Linked DNA regions of Mus musculus: region 2 is linked to region 1. The links are chromatin contacts, called in public Hi-C maps. All regions are on one chromosome and are shown on one strand. The core of a region is the stretch at or near the end of the contact, and the rest is flanking DNA. Distances in the headings are between cores, read along the strand shown.

Region 1 (2,777 bases), core at 126-2,625:
AACAGAAAACAGGCAGCTTCCTCTCAGCTTTTTCTGCTAAAGAAGCCACAAATTTCTGGAATAGAGCATTGGGAAAATCCATGGTAACCAGCAAAGCAACACACCGTCTGATTGATCCAATTTTACAAGGAACCTCATGATACTTCATTGTTTTTCACCCTGCTCCTAAACATCTTACATACAGGGCTGGAAAGTGAGCACAGCAGTCCAGATAAGGCCAAATCATGTGTCCTGCAATAAGTGTTCACTGCCTGTTGAATCAAAGCATCAAATTGTTTCTCTAACCTACTAGTGATTTTCAAGAATTTCAACTACATTTGTGAGTAGCATAAGCAATATTTAAAAATCACTTTTCAACTGAGAGGTTTAAGCATTTAGTACACATTGCTTAATCAAGCAACTATGCTCAGTTATCCTTTGTGTTGACAAGAAACACTAATGGCATATTGGCATTTGAATACTCAGTTAACCTTGCCAACAAATAAATGTAACTTTCTATTCTGTTTTAATTTGTAATTATCAGTGGGGCTTGAAGATGCATTATGTTGATTTGAAGTGTCATTTTGTTGCTTGTAATTTTGTGTTTGACTTTTACATAGTGGAATGCTTCACTCATCAGGGCAAATGTTTGCCAGATTAGAGTTTTAGAGGAGAAATGAGCCCTTGTTAGCCCAGTAGATACAGTGTGTATTAGGGAAGCAGGAAGCTAAGGAAGAGTATGAGCCATGCTTGCTTGATTCTGTAGAGAAGCCACAGTGATTTTATACAAACTCATGATGCACAGGAAAGCAGGAAAGCTCATGGTCACAGAAATGATGTAGCAAAAAGCAGCACTTCCTTCATTACTGCTGGAGTTCATTAATTCCAAACACCACTCTGTGCTACCTGAGAATAGAAGCCAACCTGCCCGAGTCCCCACCTTCTGAGGTCAGTTCAAGACGTTTCCAAATCCCAATCTTTGTGTTTGTTTGTTTTCTTTTGTTTTGTTTCCTTTTTTAGCATTTTCTACCAAAGCAACTAATGACTTGTATTTTAAAATAATATCCACGTTATTGCTTGTTCTGATTTTCCGTTCTAGATAAAAAAATTTATAACTGTCTGTATTCCAAAGTGGTACTATTAAGCATCTCATAATTAAGTTTAAGAAATGATTTATTGAGCAGAAATGAAATACTTTGGTCAGAAAAGAATTGCAAGCCCATTTTTCTCTTCTACACAACAAATAAAATATACTTAATCACCCAGAAAACGTCAGGGCAATCAACAGTGACCTCAAAACTAAGTTTGTGGAAATGTCTGCTGGGCTTTGACAACAGACTGTGTATTCAGAAGTACCACTAGAGGGCAGGCGAGGAGAAGGAATCTAAGCCTGAGGTTGCTCGGAATGTATGCCTGCTAAGCTACCCCCATCAGGGTCCTCTCCTTTTTCACCATGCAGGTTAGTGCATACCCCTGCAGTGGACTTTCACACATCTGCTCTCTGTCACATGACATATGGCAGTGTCAGCAGGCCTTATTCACTGCTCATAGGACCTGGTCTCCCTTCTGTACAGAAGGAACGTGGGAGAGATGCTCTCAGGATCACAGCTCCCAGGCTCTTTCTTCATAAAAACCAGCGATCAGCTCCTGCTTAGTACTTGAGCAGAGGCTGCTTCTTGAACAGAACCGGGGCCTAGAACACAAGGCCAGTGACACCATCCAAGAATGAGCTTCAGAGCTGGGATGTACATTTGCCTCAATGCCAACTCCAGTGACACCAGAGCACCCGGATGTGGCAAGGGGCACTAATTGTGCCTCCCTCCTCATGGCTGCTGCACTCAGTGGCCACAGGCCAAAGAACTTAATGAGCCACAGATTCCTAGAGATCATTTGAAACACCTTGTAACTGCAATTCTATAATGAATCCAAATGTGTGTGGGGCACACATGTGTGAAATCAATAAATAACATCATGCTGCACTGTGTTGTTGTACTGTCCCACTTGGACACATAGTTCTTGAATCTCTGAATTCAAATACTTTTTTGCCCAGTGCTTAGTTGTGTGAGTTAAAGTAAGTGATTTCAAGTCCTCTATGCTTCAGATTTTATATCTTATAAAATGAGGCTAATACGTTCAGCATGCTATGAGTAGGACCTTTAAAAGACTTTTAAAATTTGATTTGAAATGTGTGTGTGTGTGTAGTGTAGTGTAGTATAATGAAGTGTAGTGTAGGCATATGTGTACATGGTAGCAGGTGCCTAGGGAGTCCAAAAGATGGCATCAGATCCTTTGGAGCTGGAGTTGCAGGTATTGCAGCTGTTGTGGATGCTGGAAATTGACCCTGGTCTTCTGCAAAAACAGCAAGGGCTCTTAACCACTGAGCCACCTAACAACCCCAGAACAGGGTCTTTCAAAACATTCATGGACACTGGGCACAAAAATAGTCTTACAAAAGAGAAGATGAGTAGTCATCTAAAAGTCTCTGAGTACTTTATTATGCTGCCAATTTATAATTTCAAGTTCAGCTCTTCAGTTTTCTCCTCACTCTGGAAAACCAATATATTCCTTCAAAGTCTCAACCATTTCTGTACTTTGCTGCCAAGTCACTGATCCTAGATACCCCTGCCTATTGCTTATGAGCCATGTCTGACTGTGAAGCTTATATCCTCACTAGGTGCTTCTAATTATGCTGACTCTCAAAAGCTTTCAACATCAGCAGGGTGACTCATGAATCTGAACCCACAGTTTCTGAGACTCTCTGTAAACAGGACTCTCTGTAGCCAGTACATGGCTAGCCA
Region 2 (2,777 bases), core at 157-2,656, 230 kb after region 1:
CTCCCATTTTCAGAGAAGGTACCTCCTGGTTCAAGCCTTTCCCTGTCCATTGTTCTGTGCACCCACCACTTGTCCCCACTTTAGAGGACAGATCTAGCTTAGGGTTCTTGTGAGCTGGTGGCTATTGGGTGCCTTGAGCACCAGTAAAGAATGGGTAAACTCCACCCACTTCCTAAGGTGTTCCACGACTTGGGCCTCATCCTAAAGCAAAGCCTGTTACTATAAAGAACAGGCTGGATCAAGATATGTGTTCCAAGAGAGTACATCTAAAGGCCTCATCACAGTGGAGAATGGGGATGGAGCCAATTACCCAAGCTTTACCTGGGACACATAGGAGCCTTGAACCCATGAAGGACTCTACTTCCCTCTTATGTCTTTTTGGTCATGAAACCAACACTGCCAAAGGTAAGGTATTTTCCACTGAGACCACAGGTTCATGTGTAATCACTTAGCAACCATGAGCTTTCAGTGAAACAATGGAAGCCAAAATGAACAGCATCTCCATGGAACACCTGACTTTACATGGTGGTCCAGAGGCAAGACTGCTGATGCAATGTGTTTCATCAGAATAACACACTGCAACCAAGACAACATTATTACTGAGTTCCACTGCCCAAAGTTGATGCTTTGGCCTTGTGCCTTTTCAACAAAAAGTTGCAGGTTCTTAGGATGTGGACCATTAGGTAAAATGCTTGTTATCCAAGTAGGAGGACCAGGGTGGCTCAGCCTAGCACTGGGAGAATGGGAATGCAGACAAGATGATCCTGAGCAAGCTTACCTGTCAATGCAACAAGCCCTAGGTTCAGTGAGAGACCCTCTCTCAAAGATAGTAAAGTGGAGAGTGACTGAATGAAACACCTGGCATTTACCCCTGGGCTCTACATGCAAATGTACATCACACACACACACACACACACACACACACACACACACTTATGCTAACTTCTGGTGTTCATACTCCTTCACACAGAGGTACATGAATAACTCACAAACATACATGAACAGATACTTATCAATTAAACCCCTCCTTCACACTGACAATACTCCAATGACATGTAAGGTAGGTTCAAATTGTCTTCAAAGCAGTGATCTGAACCAATCATTTAAAAATGGCAGAGAGGATTTGGTCAGCTACCACAACAAAATGCATATTTGAAAGTGAATTGAGAATCAGTACTTACACCAATCCAATCTGGAAACAAACCTAAGCTTTTCCTCGTGGTAACAAATTAAAACCACAGACAACTTTTTGAGAGAGAGAAAGAAAGACAGAGAGACAGAGAGAGAGAGAGAGAGAGAGAGGCAGAGACAGAGAGAGAAGCTTTAAAATGTTCTTTTAACACACAGGAATGAACCCCTGAAATTTCATAACCTCAGTCTGTAGGAAGTCATTATCTGAAGCAGTAAGCAGCAACGTGGTGCTATTTTAATTATGCATTGCAGAGAAGCTGCGATTGTGTCCTCGCCAGTATTTTATTAGAATGTCATTCAATTGAATTGCATCCTGCAGAAGAGATTAGCATGGATTTTCACATGGATGTGTGAAAGTATCGCTGTGCCCAGGCCAACTTTTAACAGTTGTGTGCTAATGAGAGCGAAATGGAAAGAGAAGCTTGAGAATCTCAGTCCAGGAATCCAGCAGCTGCTTCCTCTGGCTTCTTGCTACAGTTGCAGAAGGTGTTAACTGCAGTCTGCAGGAAGAGGTACTGCCTTCACATCAGGCAAGGGGCAAAGGGAATCCAGGCATATCAGACAGGGAGAGAGGTGTAGGAGCCCACCATGTGCGGGGTTGAAGGGGAAGCAGATGTGTCAGCAATTCAAGGCCATCTAGGTTACATAAGCCCAGACTATAGGATGGAATAAGACTGTCTTGCTATTGGAATAAGGCTGCTATGAACTTAGTGGAGCATGTGATCTTATGGTATGGTGGACCAACTTTTAGGTATAAGCCCAGGAGTAGTATAGCTGGTTCTTCAGGTAGAACTAATTGATAAACCACTAGATTGATTTTAAGAGTAGTTGCAATGGAGGAGCGACCTTCTTTCTCTACATCCTGGCCAGAATGTGCTGTCATTTGAGTTTTTGATCTTAACTCTTCTGATTGGTGTTAGGTGAAATCTCAGTTGTTTTGATTTGTATTTCTCTGATGACTAAGGACTTTGAACATTTCTTTAAGGCTTCTCAGCCATTGGAGGTTCTTCTGATGAGAATTATCTTTTTAGCTCTGTACTCCATTTTTAAATTGAGTTATTTGTTTTTTTGGTTTTTTGTTTTGTTTTGTTTTGTTTTGTAGTCTAACTTCTTAAGTTCTTCATATATTTTGGAGATTAGCCCTTTTTAATGGATATAGGATTAGTGAAGATCTTTTTCCAGTTTATAGGTTGATGTTTTGCCCTATTGAAAGCGTCTTTTCCTTACAGAAACTATCCAGTTTCTAGAGGTCCCATTTATCAATTGTTGCTCTTAGAGCCTAAGCCATTGGTGTTTTATTCAGGAAATGTTCCCTATGCCAATGCTATCCAGGCTATTTCCCACTTCCTCTCCTATTGAGTTCAGTGTTTCTGGTTTTATTTTGAGGTTCTTGATCCACTTGGACATGAGCTTTGTGCAGGGTGATAAATATAGATCTATTGTCATACTCCTACATACAGACTGCCAGTTAGATCAGCACCATTAGTTGAAGATGTTTTCTTTTTTCCACTGTACAGTTTTGGCTTCTTTGTCAAAGATCAAATGTCAATAGGTATGTCGGTTAATTTCTGGGTCTTCGATTCTAT

What was found. Hi-C and Micro-C count contacts between places; a contact is called where the count stands out from the background.
Region 2: a Hi-C map of cortical neurons shows a contact between it and region 1, with 2.4 times the contacts expected there. The contact joins two enhancer-like sites. A contact is called at or near these places in 1 of 15 datasets of contacts at CTCF or cohesin (pro-B cells), 9 of 484 Hi-C or Micro-C datasets (the AML12 cell line, CD8 T cells, Th2 cells and 5 more) and 3 of 115 datasets of contacts at active chromatin or transcription factors (SST interneurons, VIP interneurons and large pre-B cells).

The regions. Positions count from the first base shown.
Region 1 is chr14:17,401,541-17,404,317 of GRCm38.p6, forward strand. All of the region lies in intron 1 of Gm32121 (a long non-coding RNA gene), which reads right to left. Among named protein-coding and RNA genes, the nearest start is that of Gm32121, 4.9 kb to the right of the region's middle. Within about 2 kb of position 1,376, at least 15 of the 459 cell types and tissues checked have an H3K27ac peak or open chromatin away from gene starts, as enhancers often do. A contact at or near this core is called in cortical neurons, where this site is marked.
Region 2 is chr14:17,627,890-17,630,666 of GRCm38.p6, forward strand. The region is part of intron 1 of Gm32269 (a long non-coding RNA gene); the gene reads right to left. Among named protein-coding and RNA genes, the nearest start is that of Gm32269, 3.4 kb to the right of the region's middle. Within about 2 kb of position 1,407, at least 5 of the 459 cell types and tissues checked have an H3K27ac peak or open chromatin away from gene starts, as enhancers often do. A contact at or near this core is called in cortical neurons, where this site is marked.